Linked DNA regions of Zea mays: region 1 is linked to region 2. Evidence: chromatin contacts called from public Hi-C data. All regions are on one chromosome and are shown on one strand. Each heading gives the region's core, a stretch centred on a gene start, on an enhancer-like site or on the middle of the called end of the contact. The rest is flanking DNA. Distances are from core to core; before and after follow the strand shown.

The links. A called contact is a pair of places that touch in the nucleus more often than the background predicts.
Region 1: a Hi-C map of ear shows a contact between it and region 2, with 1.9 times the contacts expected there. The contact joins the promoter of LOC103626673 here to the enhancer-like site in region 2. A contact is called at or near these places in 2 of 25 Hi-C or Micro-C datasets (ear and tassel).

The regions. Positions count from the first base shown.
Region 1 is chr5:87,902,146-87,906,800 of Zm-B73-REFERENCE-NAM-5.0, forward strand. It overlaps LOC103626673, which reads left to right and starts at 2,426. Exons shown (of 4, transcript XM_020538437.3): 1 at 2,426-2,972. The coding sequence starts at 2,799.
Region 2 is chr5:87,784,709-87,789,287 of Zm-B73-REFERENCE-NAM-5.0, forward strand. No RefSeq gene overlaps it. Among protein-coding and RNA genes, the nearest start is that of LOC103626671, 15 kb to the left of the region's middle. Within about 2 kb of position 2,968, at least 5 of the 20 cell types and tissues checked have an H3K27ac peak or open chromatin away from gene starts, as enhancers often do. A contact at or near this core is called in ear, where this site is marked.

The DNA of each region.
Region 1 (4,655 bases), core at 1,176-3,675, 120 kb after region 2:
TACCCCTTCTTTGTGCCACCTCATGTGTCTGGCTGTATTTTTGGAGATGAACAAACGTTTCAACCGAGGTATGAGAGGCATGTAACGAAGCTGCTTATGTGCAATCTTCGTAGTCACGGTCAAACCATCGTCGTTTTCAACCTCAACGAATCTACGCTCACCACATACAGTACACTTCTTCTCACCTGCGGTCTCCTTCCAGAAAAGCATACAATTATTTTCACAGACATCGATTTTTTCGTAGTCCATACCGAGGCCAGATAACAGCTTTTTAGACTGATACATGTCCTTTGGCATCTTGTGATTCTCCGGAAGTACATCACTGATCAAGTTCAAAAGTTCCTTGTAACAGTTGTTTGAGAATGCAAACTTAGACTTAATAGCCATAAGTCGAGTCACAAATACAAGGACAGTCACTTTTGTGTGCTCATGCAACGGCTCTTCGGCAGCTTTAAGGAGCTCGAAGAACTTCTGAACCTCAGGTGTAGCTGGATCCTCAAACTCGGTGGGTTGACCGGGGTTCTCCGAATCGACGGTTAGAAACTCATGGCGTACATCGTCAAGCATCTCTTCCATCCTATCGTAGTCCTCCTCTTCATGTGACTGAACTTCCGATACAATACGAGGTGGGTCCTCACCGTGGTGCACCCACACCTCATAGCCTGGCATATAACCGTTCTTGCAAATATGTATCGACATAGTCCTCCTGTCAAGGAAATTAATGTTCCGACACTTGCTACAAGGGCACCTAACATCGGTTCCAGTCTCTGACCGAGCAAAAGCATGGTCGAGAAAAGCATCAGTCTTGGCCACCCACTCACTTGATAGAGCACCTCTTTTCTTCCAACCTTCATACATCCATCGACGATTCTCCTCCATACTAGATACGATACGTTAACTTAATTAGATAAGTACTGCACGTGCATTCCGTTTTTACGAAGAAATCACGCCCCTACATCTGTAGGAAAGGATAGGTCCTAAACCCACCCAGGAGTGACCGACGAGACCGTGTTTATGACAAGACATGTGGTCGTGCGAAATTTCGGCAGCATAACCCCGTTGTTCTCCAATCGCACGCCTAAAAATGGTGCAATTGAAGAACAGAGAGGTTATGCTGCCGAAACTAAGCAGGAGCACATGCTTTTGTCATAAACACGGACTCTGTCGGTCACCCCGAGGCTGTCCAAAAAAGGGACAATTCCGGCCCAACATACCTCACATGCGTCGCTTGTAAGGTGTGTTGGGCCGAAACGGGTGACGCCTAGGTTTCGTTTGTTCACACTACGATACACTATGATTAACTATAATCATCGTGCATTATTAAATAATTAAACTAATAAACCATAATACAATATTACATACGAAATAATATTGTTATAGATGACAAATCATATAAAATGACCTTATTTCCGAGGGCATAATAATTACCCTCGGAAATTAAAAATTAAAATTATCTAAAGTACCACTAAATAAAGTAAAACAAACTACTTTAATTAACTAATCAAATTTTGACCGTCGGACATAACAAACTAAACAATCAAATGCATTAATACATACAATTTCAATCAAATACATTAATACAAACATACAATTCTAATCAAATACATTAATAAAAGCATACAATTTTAATAAACAAAATTGCTAATTAAGTATACTCACTTAGCGGGTGTGGAGAGTCGGCCGGCGATGGGCGCACGGGCGGCGGCGGGCGCACGGGGCCGTTGGCCGGAGCACGGGGCGGCGGCGACCGGCGAACGGGGCGGCGGCGACCGGCGAACGGGGCGGCGGCGGCGGCGGCCGGAGCACGGGCGTGGCGGTGGCCGGAGCACGAGCTAGGGGCGGTGGTGGCCGGAGCACGGGCGTGGCGGTGGTGGCCGGAGCACGGGCGTGGCGGTGGCCGGAGCACGAGCACGGAGCGGTGGGGCGGCGGCGGGCGCCGGAGCACGAGCAGTGGGGGCGGGCGGTACGGCGATAGGGCGGGACGGCGACGAGCGTGGCGGCGACGAGCGTGGCGGCGACGGCGGCTTCTCCTCGGACACGGCGGAGGCGTGCTCGGCGGCGGCAGGATAGAAACGCGCGGTCTCGGGTGAAACTGAAGGCGCGCGGGTCGGAACCGCGCGTTAAAAAGCCTTATGTCCGACGGCTCGGTACGAGGCCGTCGGACATAAGCTAATGTCCGACGGCCAGGGGGTCGGCCGTCGGACATAAGGTAATGTCCGACGGTCAGTCTGCCAGCCGTCGGTTATATTTTTTTATTTTCGACGGCCGCTGTTGGCCGTCGGACATAACCGTATGTCCGACGGTTGCCTACGGGGCCGTCGGACATAAGACGACCGTCGGAATTGTATAGTTTTACTGTAGTGCTCCCTCACTATCTTGTTCTCGCCTCGTTTTTCTCTCCCTCCGCGAGCGCCAAGGCAGCGCAGCTACGAGACAAGGCACACGTAATAGTACTAGTGCGCCGTTGCCCTGCCTGCCTGCCCTGTGCCCTGCCTTGCACCACACCACCACCACCGCAGATCCGGTCTGGTCCAGTCCGGCCCGGTCCGCTACTAAACAAACCAGCCCAGCGCGCGCCCCCAGCGAGAGGAGAGGAGGAGGGGCCGGGGTCGGCACGGCGGGCAGAATTGCCTCTGCTGCCTGCGCGCTGCCCTGCCCTGCCAGAGGGATCGGAGGGAGAGCGATCAGTCAACAAGCCCAGGAGGAGGAGGAGGAGGAGGGAGAGATCCGCGTGCCGGCCGGAGGCGGGCTCCGGGAGATCGACCGAGCGACCGGCCTCGGTCCCGGTGCGGTGGTGGATGGGGATGGCGCCCGCCGGGTGGGTGGGCGGGCTCGTGGCGGAGAGCTTCTTCGTGGCGTGCCCCGCGCACGAGTCCCGCAAGAAGAACGAGCGCAACATCTTCTGCCTCGCCTGCTGCGCCAGCATCTGCCCGCACTGCGCCCCCGCGCACCGCCACCACCCGCTCCTCCAGGTGAGTGCGAGTCTCGTCGTCGTCCTCCTCCTCGCCCGGCCTCTCCTCTTCCTTCCTCCGGCGGCCTTCCCCTCTCCCTGCCAGGCTGCCATGGCGTCGCGTGGCATGCACCTGGCCGGGCGATCTGCTCAGTTTCTACTCCTGCTAGCTTCGCAGCAATTCTCGCCGCCGCTGTCCCGCTCCGCTCCGCTTCTTGTTGTTGTTGGATGAACACACCACCTCCCCACCGCCACCGCCACCGGGGGGCAGCTTTTTGGGGGTTATTGCTGGTGGCCTCGGTTCTTGTGCAACGGATGGGAACGGCGGGGACGAGTACCAATCAATCGATTTCTTTATTTGATTTAATTGTTTATTTATTATTCCTCGGCGTATATAGCACTAGACGCTACTTCTTCCTATATACTACTACTAGAGTAGTACTACAAGTGTAGAGGAGGAGGGGCATGGGAATTGGATGTGTAGTATCTCGCTTTTGTTTTGTCGCGTGCTGTCTCTTCCTTCCTTCCTTCCTTGGACTAGATTTGGTCCCGGCTTTAGCCTAAACAAAAAAATATTTCCCCCCTACCATTTCTCGCATGATTTGATTTGATGCGTGGTCTCTTCTCGTGTCGTCCGTGCGCGGGAAGGAATCAAGGGAAAGGAAAGGAAACCAAACCCCATCTCGCTAATCGCTCTCCTCTCTCTCTCTCTCTCCCTTCCTCGCAGGCAGGCAGAGGCAGTACAGGTTGTTGCAAAACTTGCACGTACTTGATTCCTCGCGCGCGCAGCGCCTTGTCGCCTTGCGAGGTTTGGTTTGGTTGGGTCATGAGCTCATCCATCCATTCCCTTTTCCACCCATGCATGCATGCATGCATGCCACTCCCTTGATTAGGGTTTATAAGCCAGCAGGAGGCGCTGATTGAGTCCTAATCTGCGCCACTGTAACAGCAATCCCAACCATGATTTTCGCACCCGCTCCAGGACTCCGGAGCAGTGCTACTTCTTCATCGCTATAATTAATATAATTCGTCTGCTCCTTCCTGCCTGACCGGGGTATTAAATCCTGTGTATGTACGTAGTACTAACAAACAAGGACAAGGCAGTAAAAATTCTCGTTACGGAACATTATCTACTCCGACCTCCCTTGCATTTTTTTTTTGGAATTAGTACCCGGGCGTTCATCGCGACCTGCATGCAACTGTTTCCTCAACGAGCTAGCCATTACATGCTTTTAGTTTTTTTATAAAATATATATGCATGCATGGCAAAACTTTTTCCTTTTTAAATTTTCGGGAGTTAAAGAGGAGGAGGGTCGAAAATTCAAATCCCCCCACCCGGGGCATGCAAACCCTTCTTCTTTCTCTCCGTAGCTTTGTCTTGTAGCTGCAGCCATGCATTTCCCCCCTACTTTCATGCAGCAGCAACTAATCCATCCGGATATGCTGGCGCTGCGGGAGCCGGAGTCTCGAACCCAAATGGCAAAAAAAGCTGCGGGGGGAGGTTTTACCGCTGCCTCTTCATTGGAATTCCAATCCTTGGGATTAGGATCCTCTGCGGTAATCGCCAGCCTCCTGCTGCGCTTCCGCTTGCTTCCCCGTCCATTAATAGGCCTGGTTATCCAAACTGTTTTGCCAAGTATAGCAACATTTCCCTGCCCCCCGTCCTGCCGACTGAACCCCGCCACTGATAAAGGAAAAAAAATCG
Region 2 (4,579 bases), core at 1,718-4,217:
TTGAGGAGGCATTACCTAGAGTATCAAAGATAACTTTCTCAAGTAGATTGTGATTTTTAACCACACCAATAATAAGTCTAGCAATGTTACAATAACGAGGTACTTCAATTAGTTTTAAACCTATCAAACACTTCTTAAGTTCCCAATTAGCATTGTTAAAATAGCAACAACAATAATGTAATCTTCCTTAGCATTACCAGACCAGATATCAGCAGTCAAAGCAATAGAAAACACACTAGATAATACAACATCTTTAAGGTGTCACCATTATTATTGTATAGCTTAACTAGGTCTCTAGTTGTGGTAAATCTAGAGACTTTAGCAAATATAGGGTGGTGAGCATGATAAATGTACTCCTTCGAGCCCTCTTTGTCACCTATTTCTAAAGAAATGTCAAGTCTATCAATCAAGCAACATAACTCAACCCTAGCAACATCAGGTTTGTATTCCTAGATTCCAATAGATCCATTAGGGTTTAAAGAAACCCTAATATAAACCATAGTAGCATGGTCAACTTTCTTCTTACATGACTTTTGATGCCTATATATGTAAATGGCCAGTACCACTAGTAGAATGAGCAGACAACTTAGACTTACAAAACATGTTAATTCTAGCAACACGCACATATTTCCATTCATAGTTTCAAAGACTTTAGTAAAGTCATCCTAGACGACAGACCAGGGCACTTAATAGAGTTGTACATGAGTGATTCATGCTCGTTGAAGCGCGCAACATCGCTAGCTGATGCTGCCTCCAAATTCATCAGAGCAACAGTGCTAACTAATAAGGTACCAATAGTAGCTTTTCCCACGTCGTTGTCACCATCGCGGGTCAGCCCTACTGCAATGAGGTCTTCATTGATGGTTCTAGGGTAGATGCCATCATCATCGACCATGGCCATCCAAACCTTGTCATCACATAAAAGAAGCTAGGGTTAGGGTTTTCATGCTAAGAAACAAAGAGATCTAGTCTTAGGGTTGACGTTACAAACCTACACAACCGGAACTCTAACCCGGAGAGGCAGAGATGAGGATATGTGCTAGCGGGAGCACCACCCCGATAGACAGTGAGCAGTGAGATTGATCAATAGAAGGCAAGAGCAGTTAGACAGGGATCGAGAGGGAAATAATCCAAGATATGAGGAGGAAGACAGACGATATGCAAGATCCAACAGTGGAAAGGTCGTCGGAGAGAGGTGGGAAGGAAGAAAAGGCTATCATATAGTAGGACGAGAGGAGATTAACAAGATCCGGTAATGTAGACATCATTAGAGATAGAGAGGACGATGAGAGAGGTGATAACAATGACAGATAACGACAAGAGAGGCGGATGGGGATAGGGTTTGGAGGTGGGAGGCTAGAAGGGAGAATGGCCACAACGGCAGGGTTGTATCCCATCTCCTAGCTAGCTAGCGCGCCTTGATTTGTGCCACCTAAGACTTTATCCGGTGGTTCATGTAAAATAGGGGGACGCGAAACTGTACATGGCACTGTTTAAAGAGTGAAGTTTAAAATAAGGGATAAGATAAAATATTGAATAAGGGATCTACTGAAGATAGTACAACGTGCTAAGGGACCAGTCCAGACCCGGATTGGTGCGGGTTGAGCTAGTACAGGCATGAGCAGACCGGACCAAAAATCTGGATCTCATGCTGGCTGCATATGCTCATGTACTATATACTAATAAGAAGCAAATTGACCGAGATGGTTGGGAAGTAATCTATTAGAATATTAGTTACATCGTTATCACGACTTCACGAGCTAGTCGTGATTAGGCGCATATTACTAATTAGGATTACTGGTAAATAACCTGGACCACCCATTGGTCGATCTTTACTGAATGGTTGGCCGCCGAGTGCTCTGCACATGTTTATGCACGAGCAACCCAAAGCCAATGATGTTTTAACTTGGAAGACGCATGGCGTTGGAGTAGCAGTACGTAAGCCGCCAAGAAAGAAAGAAAGAGCGACACCCAGGCCTAGGAATGAAAACGGTCGGTAAACACTAAAACTATTATCGTTTTTATATTTTTTATCGGAAACAAAATCGAAAACTGTAACTCCGAAAACGGAAACGATATCGATATTTCAAAAACATCGGAAACGAAAGTTCGGTGCGGAAAATATACCGGTAACGGTCGAAATCTAAATACGATCGGTAAACATATCAAACTTCACAATACAACAAAGTTGACAAAAGATCGCAAAGACCACAAGTTCACAATTCATGATATAACAAGTTCACAAGGATCACAAATTTATAATATAAAAAGTTTATAAAGATCAAAAGTTCACAATATAACAAGTTTACAGTATAACAAGTTCATAAAGATCACAAGTTCACAGACTCAAAGTTCACAATTCACAATATCCACTCGATTTAGCTGATATGGCATGCTTACTCATTAAATATTTTTTCCTCACATAAAGAGTTTTTTCACAGCCTCACAGGAAAACCCTAAAATCTAGCGTGTGGAAAAGACAGACTGTCGGCTCTCTATCATTATATATTACTAATACATAACATGTGCATAGAAAAGGTCTGATTCGTTCGAGAGACCAAATCATTAATCTCAACGGCCTTCCAACACCATCTATCCAAAAAAATCTTAAAGCGTCCAAAAAAAATACAAAAATAAGTAATCCTTATCCAGAGACGTACAGGCGATGCGAAAAAATCACATGCCGGAAAATTCCGAAAAAAATCCGAGACCTAATTCCGGAAAATTCCGAGACACAAATCCGGTAATTTCTGTAACCGAAAGAAGCGGTCGATAAAACATCACGCTGATTCCGATTCCGATAAAAAATTCTGAAAATCGATTCCGTTCCGATCGAAAAATTTCGAAATATGTTTCCGGAATTCCAAAAAATTCCGGGACACTTTTCATCCCTACCCAGGCCTCGAGCTACTCGAGGTACAGCTGCCTCCCATCCAGTCGAGTTGTACAAATCGTTAGGCTGGTCCTGGTCCCGACCGATAGACGATGATGGATCGATCGAGTCGGCCGATCATGCTCATGCCCGTACGTGCCGTGCTGCTGCTTCGATTCACGGGCTCACGACTCGCCTGTTGGCTGTTGCGCCTGCGCGCTTTTTTTCTTCCCTCTCCATGTCTCCTGCAGCCAGGTCTTGTCGGAGGACCTGCTGTTTTTTTTTTTTTTTGTTAAGGCGGTCTCGGGCTCGTGCATGTGCGTGCATGATGCATGCAGTACTGGGAACCGTTCGTGGAAGTAGAGCAGCAAAACCGAAGGGCTGAGCTAGACGAAGGAATGCTGAGTTGCTGAATGAAAACACCACATACAATACAAGTAGGATCGGGGTGGTAAACTGGTAACTAATGCCTTTGGTTGCGGGACAGTCGGAATAGGAACGTCTGTTTCATCTAATTTTAAGAGACAAACTGGAAACAACACTAGGATAATTATGTTTCAACCCTTGACTCTGAACCAAACAACCTTATTCGAGAGATCGTTTTATTCTGTCTCATCCTGTTATTGTAACCAAACGTACCCTAGCAGTCCGTTGCAGCCCAAACCAAGACATGCTAATAAGGTGAAGAGCACAATACAATACTTGTATAGGATGTTGACTTGTTGAGACAGGACACAGTACGTTTGTTTGAGTCGAGACTGTGTCGAGCTGCCGCCTGCTGGTCCATACAGTAGTCAGTAGATCCAGATAGGAGGTCCATTTCGTCATGTCTCAAGTCCAGATCGCGCGCGCTGCCTCTGCCTGGCCCAAGCCATTGTCCAAGGGTTAATTATTGTTGTTGTAAACAAAGGGGATAAATCTGACCCTTTTCAACGGTAATGTTTACTAATGTACGTTACTCAGCTTTACCATTCTTCGAAGATACTCTTCAGTTATGATAACTGGCTGTCTGGCTCTAGACAATATGGTTATATATTAGAGTAATATACTCCATTCCTTATTTTTTATTTGTCACGTTTTTAGTTCAAAATACTAGCGGACGATAGATATTCAAGAACGAAGGTAGTATTATCTTGGGGTGAACGAGAGAAAAGCTAAAAAGTGACCAGAATACTCCTGGTTATTAAAGTAGAACCTGCTTTTGCGTATGTTAAAAGGATCTAGGTGTCGTCTGGAAGGCCGGAGCGGGGTTGAACAAGTGTTCAATTAAGATCACGCTCATAATTTCAGAATCTACAAAGGCCAGAAAATCTGATATGAGGTCGGAAATTATGACATGAGTAATGTTGGTCACTTGTTCTTAAATGTTGTAAATCAAGAACAAGGCAACACAATTGTTAAGTATTAATGGCCTTCGTCTTTCGAATCATTATCTCCTCGTGAGTATAATGATCATCAGACGAAGGTCGTGAAGGACATGCCTTTATCATATTAAAGATGAATAAGAATACATAAAGATAAATATAATGAATATAACTCATTGATTCATTCATATTTACATCCCATAAAATATGTATGAATATCAACACAATTTGTATTACATTGATACCTTCGGTTTGCTCGAAGGTGTTGATGCGAGAGAGATTACAAATCAGCGTGAACAGTACGATGCTATTGTTCATCTATTTATAGGCACGGGACGCAGCC